Linked DNA regions of Gossypium hirsutum: region 1 is linked to region 2. The links are chromatin contacts, called in public Hi-C maps. All regions are on one chromosome and are shown on one strand. The core of a region is the stretch at or near the end of the contact, and the rest is flanking DNA. Distances in the headings are between cores, read along the strand shown. Region 1 holds the start of LOC107951819 (probable protein phosphatase 2C 4). Region 2 has its middle 71 kb from the start of LOC107939238.

What was found. A called contact is a pair of places that touch in the nucleus more often than the background predicts.
Region 1: a Hi-C map of leaf shows a contact between it and region 2, with 2.8 times the contacts expected there. The contact joins the promoter of LOC107951819 here to the enhancer-like site in region 2. A contact is called at or near these places in 8 of 34 Hi-C or Micro-C datasets (callus, leaf and petal).

Annotation. Positions count from the first base shown.
Region 1 is chrA02:72,904,149-72,908,054 of Gossypium_hirsutum_v2.1, forward strand. It overlaps LOC107951819 (probable protein phosphatase 2C 4), which reads right to left and starts at 1,306. Exons shown (of 6, transcript XM_041087185.1): 1 at 1,149-1,306; 2 at 518-923. LOC107952373 (chlorophyll a-b binding protein 7, chloroplastic) reads right to left here. Exons shown (of 9, transcript XM_041087136.1): 7 at 3,372-3,504; 8 at 2,840-2,932; 9 at 1,808-2,234. The coding sequence ends at 1,923.
Region 2 is chrA02:72,397,925-72,401,551 of Gossypium_hirsutum_v2.1, forward strand. No RefSeq gene overlaps it. Among protein-coding and RNA genes, the nearest start is that of LOC107939238, 71 kb to the right of the region's middle. Within about 2 kb of position 1,682, at least 9 of the 9 cell types and tissues checked have an H3K27ac peak or open chromatin away from gene starts, as enhancers often do. A contact at or near this core is called in leaf, where this site is marked.

The DNA.
Region 1 (3,906 bases), core at 56-2,555, 510 kb after region 2:
AACTTCGAGATGAGGATTTAAAATAGGGAAAGGGGAAAGGGGAGAAGAAGCTGTGTTTTTCCGGAAAATGTCTTACCAAATTCAAAAGGGTAAGACATTTTCCTAAAAAAAGACCCCATTCTCCCAACTTATGTAAAATATTTTACCGTAGGAAATTATTTTCACCCAACCAAACACCAGAAAAACCTGAAAAGCTTTTACGGAAAAGCTTTTACAAATTACCAAACGGAGCCTAAGTGTTAAAAATGCTCCAAAAAAAATAAAAGGCCAAAGTGACCAAACAGCCAAACATTAGGGGCTATTTTTGGCATTACGTCAATGTAATTTATTGTTCCTTGCAAAACAAGGTTGGAGGTTAGTTACGTTTCCAAATTCTTTACTTGCTTGTACGTTAAAACCTAAATACCATCCAACGACGTACTTCTTAAAAGCAAGGTTGAGGAATCTACCTTCTTTTACTTGGAAGAGTATATGGGCGACAAAAGGATTTCTCTAAGGATTTTTTGAGTTGGATTACCTGGTTGTTTGAAAATAATTCCTTGAATCAGTGTCGTATTTTTGTTTTCGGATTGTGGGCGATATGACCAACAAGAAACAGATGGGTGCATAAGAGAAAAAAAAATAACGGCATTAGAAACAGCAGATTTTGTAAGAAACTATTTGAGTGAATTGGACGGGCTGAAGATATACTTACTTGTCAAACCGAGGGAGGTAGGGAGGTGGAAACCACCAGAGATTCCCTTTGTGAAAATCAACTTTGATATCGCAACAATAAGGAGGAACATAGGTCTTGCTTTGGGATCGTTGTACGGGATTCAAAGGGGTCTAGGGTTATTAAAATGTGGGTTCTCCTTCGATTTTTGTTCCAGAGGCTATTGCATGTGTTCAAAGGCTTCAAATGGGGATGGATTTGGGGGTTATGGCTATAGAGGTAAAGGGGGATGCTCTATCAGTAATAAAAAAAAAACTACAAATGAAAGAGGAAGATAAATTGGAGATCGGTGCTATCATTAAAGACTGTTTACAGTTAAGTCAGGATTTCTAGATATGCAAGTTTCTATATGGCAAAGAAATGAAAAATGAAGTGGCAAATCTGTTGGCAAAAGGTTTAAGAAATGGAGAACGTAGAAACGAAAATGGAAGAGTACCTGATTACGCAGTGGAGATGGTGGAAAGAGACCATCCAAGGAGTGGGCTATCTTGTAATGGGAGTCGTTCTAGTTCTGTTTTTGCTGAAGTTGTAGGTTTTCGGGAAAATGAAGAGGAAAGGGGATTTCGGGAAAATGAAGAGTTTGTAGGTTAATGGGATTTAACTTATGTTGCCTCAGGTAATGATTTTACTGGGTCTGGGTCGAATCTTTCGGCCTTTCTATGTATTTTGGATTATTTTGTTTTGGGCTTTGTTTTCCAATAAATCCAACTATATTCATTCCAACTATATTCATTCAAAAAATAAACTTAAAAAGTTAGGTGAAATTAAAATTTAATTTTAATTATTCGAATAATAATTTTAAATTAATTCAAATGCTTGTGATTAAAAATCATTGACATTGCCAATAATACCTTAGTTTAATAGGAAAAATACACAAAAACTTTAAAATTTTGAAATTCAAATCTTATCATGTAATAAATTCTTTTCAATTTTTTTTATTTGTTAATTTTTATTTTCAAATATATTTTGATTATTAATCAGTTAGTTCATTTTAATAATTGATTATAACTGTCCACGTTTGGGTAGACTATTATAATTGCATTTGTAACTTATTAAAACAATAAATAAAAAAATCCCATCTCTACCATCCCTAGATACAAAACCATGTCAAATTTAGAAAGAAAGTAATAGTCATTTACATACATATATAGTAAGATAAAACTAAAAAGTGGTTTACAAAGTATTTATATCTATGATTCTGTATTGAGAATTATGTATTTGACATGGAATTAAGAAGGGAAAATAGGTTATTATGAAATGGATCAGAGAGGTGCTCAACTAGGTTCTGAACTGGACCTTTACCTGTCAAAGCTGCTTGGAAATAAAAGCCTAACCAAGCAACCATGGCTAGCCTCCCATTTTTAATCTCCTTCACCTTCAGCTCCTCAAAAGCTACTGGGTCTTTTGACAGCTTCAATGGGTCAAATAAAACTCCTCCCGGGTAATTAATATCGCCTGGCAAGTAAATCCCCAGAGGCTCCAATGCCTCTATCCCGCAATATCTTGCATACTCTGGTCCAACCTATATTGCAATCAAATAGTAACCAACAAAACCTCCAATTATTGAAACATTAAATCTTTGCTTGGTAGAGCGGAAAAAAAATTAGAAAGATAAAAAATTGAAGGGTAGGAAAATAAAAAGATCAAAAATATAATTTTTCTTTCCATAGATGTACTTGGTAGGAAAGATGAAAAAATAGAATCAACAAAGTAATTTTCCTTCCGTCATTTGCTTAGTAGACTTGAAAAATGAAATGGAAAAAAATAAAACATTTAAAAAATGCATAAGTTTAAACTAACATTCACATCTCTCTCTTATTTTCTCTCCTCTCATCATTCCAATATGAAAGAATTGGTTTTTATACATTAGAAAGAATTGGTTTTTATACATTAGAATGAAAAATAATCATCTCTCCTATTTCCTTTTTCTCACCTTTCTTTCCAACTAAACACACTCAAAATTTGTTTTCTTTCGACATTTCCACCCAACCAAGCACACCTTAAGTGTAAATGAAAATAAAAATAAAATTGCACAATCCTTAACAGTCTCTCTTTTCCCAACTATTGCATAAATGATATTTATGAAGGAAAGGGATCAGAACAATGAGATTGCTAAAAAGATACTACCATCAAGAGGGCCTGGCAGATAGCAATGATAATCACTCCTTGCCCTCCAGCTAAGTGTAGACCCGGGATGCCAAGGTAGTCCAGTGTTTCTCCCTCACAAAAATCAACAAGCACATTTAACGGATATGTTGATATGTTGTTTTTTTCAAAGTAACCAAATTTGAAACTTCAACTTAGATTTCTCAAGTTTGGATTCTAGGATAGGTTGAAGTGATCTTTTTGAGAAGAAAAATGACTATTTCCTACAGTCTAAGTTGCAGTGAATCTCTACACATACCAAAAAAAATGTAGCAATGAAAATTTCATATATTTTAAAACGGTAATCGGTATATGAAACATATTAGAATATAGGAAAAGCCTTGCAACATATATCTTCTTAAAGTAGCAGATTATGCATTAACTAGAAACCTCCTTTAGCACTAAAAATTTGACAATAAAGTCGCAACCAAGGGAACTACCTAAGATTAAATAAGATTTAGACATTCCAGATTATCTGTGAAAGATAGTTAATGAACCGGTACAGATTAACAACCTGAAGTTTCGAATAGCCCACCCGCCACCAAACAGGCTCAGCAAAGTGAGAGATTCCAAGCAGATCTAATATTTCAGGAACCACAACACCAAGGGCAGCAAGCATAGCCCAACGAGCATGAAGAATTTCGAAACTGCATAATAGAGATTGCATTTGAACATTTAATAATTAAAACTATCTACTTCAATTCAAAACATCATCGTATACTAAATTTCATGATAATTTAACTGAGGAATCCTATCACCATGGAACTGGTGTTTAACATTGTGAACTATTTTGACCTCCTTTACCCCCTCCCCAAAAAAAAATAATAGTAATCATAACAACAATAATACAAGCATCTGAATGAAGTTTGGAAGAGGTACCCTATATTCGGTTAAAATATACCCCAAATCCCTATAATCTTCATACATTTGGAATTTACCCCCTCTACTTTTATTTCAAAGAATTTAGTCTCTCTACTTTTTAGATTTCGAAATTCAAGTCCAATTGTTAACACTATTGCAATTCTTCTGTTACATTCACTAGTTTGACA
Region 2 (3,627 bases), core at 432-2,931:
GCCACCATTTATGCAATCCTGGATGAATCTCAATTACAACTTTCCTTAAGTCATATTCCCAAGCACACACAGAAGACCGTCGATCACAGCCCGTAATTCAGCATGGATTACCGAACAATACTTTAAGCTTTAGCTGTAACCCATCAGCCATGTGCCATTGTTATCCTTTAAAACTCCACCACCTGACGCTCTTCTCGATCACTCTTGGACTGCACCGTCAGTGTTGAGCTTGATCCATCCTCGTTGGGTTAGGCACCATGCCACTATTTTAGTCACTCTGGTTGGCCTATAACGATCCCTGATACAATAGTCCCTGCCAACATCAAACATTTAGATAAAATCTCAAGAACACTATAATTTGCATTTTTAAACAAGGCATTATTTCTTCGCGTCCATAAGCTCCAGCAAATAAGGCCAAAGGGTGTGTGCCACTCGACCCCACCAATATTACCATTTGCGAGATTTTCACACACCCAATCCTTGACTGAAGTTATGAAGAATGTCGCTTGGTCATCCAGTGGAACTATCCTTGCCCATACTGACCAAGCCGTGGGACAATCCTGGACAACATGCGAATTAGTCTCTAACCCCTTTTCTCATATTTCGCTATTAGAAAGTAACCTCTCGTTTAGTAAGATCCAGAGGAAGTGTCTTACTACCGCCGACCTACCATTATCCTTTGGCATCCATTTCGCTATTGGTAATGGTCTATGAGCAGCAGCTACTGAAAAGCGTCCATCAGTAAACCACCGCCAACCACATTTATCGTGGCCCTCCGGATACACCATCCCACGCCACATTTCGTCCTTTTTTATTGTCACTAAAACGTCTAACCTAACTAAAGTAATGAAATAGGCAACCAGTGTATAAAGTAAGCAATAATATTTAAGTGCAATTTTTAGATTCAACAAGTAATGTCAAAGGATTAACAAGTGTTATAGAGATATAATAAAATATTAACAAAATAAATATTTAAAAAAGGATATTACAAATTTTTAAGACTGTTTGTGAAATAAAAAAGCACACTTTCAGTATATCAAATGCTAACCCATAAAATAAATTATTATTATTTTTATTTGATACACACTCATTTAATTAATAAGTTGCGTTTCTGAAAATAAATTTTTGTTTCATTAAAAAAAATTAACATGAACAATTCATGTAATTTTACTTATTTTATTGATAACAATGTTAAAAAATTTTATCACAATAATTGGAGTGGCTTAAAATAAATAAGAATTTTTAGATTTTAAAAATGAGACATATTGTGATGATCCAAAAGTGCACAAATCAAAGTAATATATGAGTATTGAACTCAAAAGGAATAAAAAGTCGTATAAATCAATCGAAATAATAGATGTTAGGGTAATGGAGTTTAGATACCAACTTAAACAACTAATTGAATGAGTGCTGATTTTAATAGATACTATAAAAAGCAGAAAAATAAATGCATAAAAGTGAATAACTTGAAGGGAACTTTTTGAATAAATACTGGATCTATAGCTCAAACCCAAACAATCAAACAAACCAAGTCCAAAACAATAAAACCCTTTCAGAAAATAAACAAAGAAACAGAAAAATAAACCGAAAGCAGAAAAACAATAAAACACAGCCCAAGAAAGCAGCCCACACAAATAAAGACCCAACAAAATCAACGGCAGTGGAAAACTCTGGAGACCATTACGTCTCAGCTGGCATCAACAACACCCCTCTTGAAGATAACGCCATCGCCTGGGAAAAGCAAACTTCATTCATATCAATCGTTTCTTCCATCAGTCAACAGCAATTAATATTCACCGACTTCCTTCCCACTTTTCTTCTTGAGAAATCCAAAAAGTAAAGCTTACTGCAAAACTCCTCCCACTTCCTCTTCAAACCTCCGTCCCCTCAACTCCCTCTGGCGCTCCGTCCATCTCCTCTCCTCATCCGCCACAGCCTCAGCCCCAGGAGGAACTCGGTTCAACAGATAAGTAAAAACTCTATTTTTAAGACCTTCAGTCGCTATTAGATGGGCAACTCTGTTAACTTGAAGGGAACTTAAATGTGAAAAAGTTAGTGGTTAGGGAAATGCTTTGGTTAACAGGATGAGGCAACAAAAATATTTAAGCCGTTGTCTACTTATTATCACTGGTAATCCGAGTTAGCACCTAGTGCTCTCGAGTCTTGTTAGGCTCTAAATTTACGGATTTGAGCTAATCTATGGATTCATCTTCTAATTTTCACTTAGGAATAACACAACCTGGGCGTCAATCCGATCAATGGAGCTAAGCTCACTCCGGTAATTAACCCCCCCCCCAAAAAAAAGAATACACAAATCTACGTGAATGTTGTATATTGAGAACTGAACTCATTTAGGCAAATCCCATCGATAATAAGTTTTTGGCCCATAATAGAATTGAAGAGTTAGAATATAAAATACAAAAAGAATTAACATGAGATAACAAGAAATGGAAATGGAATTTGTAAGCTACATAATCAAATCACAAAGATTTTTTTAAATCTTGAATGTCAGAATATAATTCCTTAATACTTCAGAATTTAATATATTTACATGTTATTTAAAAAGGAAAAGAACAAAGCCTAAACCATTTATAAGAGAAGGCAAAATAAAGAAAAAGAAAATAAAAGGGGAATTTAAATCTAAATTCAACCCTTATGACTGGCATCCTCTTATCTTTTTCTAATGACTAAGGTTTCTATTTGTAGAAAAAAAAATTGTCCTTGGGTAATATGACCAAAATGCTCTTGGAAGAATTTAGAATTGCTGTTTCACTACTTTTAAATAAAATTAGCATAATTTTTTTTAAAAAATAAATAATTATAATAATTTCAAAATTAATTTATAATTATTTGTAACAAATCATTAAAAATTATAATGGTAGTTATAATTATCGCAACTTTTTATTATATTTTATCCGTAAATTTTCATTTAATTAATAATTTTATTTTAAAATTAGTAATAACTTGTTTATAACAAAAAAAATTTAAAATAATAATTTTAAATTGAATTATACTAATTTTTTAATGTGTAATTATAGTATTTTATTAAATTAAAATTATTTTTAAATGTATAATTATCATAATTTTTATTTTAAATCAACTAATAATTTTAATTAAATATTATAATTATTTTAAATATCAATTCAATAATATGATAAAAATAAAGAATATTATTATCCATTCAAAAATATCTTAAAACTCATATTTATATATATGTTAATTTTATAATAATAAATATGTAATATTAAAAATAACTAACACAAAGATATCTTTTCTATCTTTTCTCTCGCAATTTTCATTTTTTTTTCTCATTCATTGGCTTTCTTTCCCTCTTTCCTTTCCCCGGATAAATTAAAAAGAACTCATAAATAATAGGTGCAACATGTAAAGAATTAAAAGTAATTTTTCTTTTGTAATATACTAGAAATTTTTTACCATGTATGTGTGTGGAAACTAATTATTTAAAACACAGTTGTATGTTCGAAAAAAATATAAAATAAATAATGAAATATAAGGTTGGAAGGTTTGTAACAACTCGTTTTTCAATAGTGTCGGAAGGTTTGTAACAACTCGTTTTTCAATAGTATCAGAAATTGATTTTGGGGCAACAAATTCAACGAGTAAATT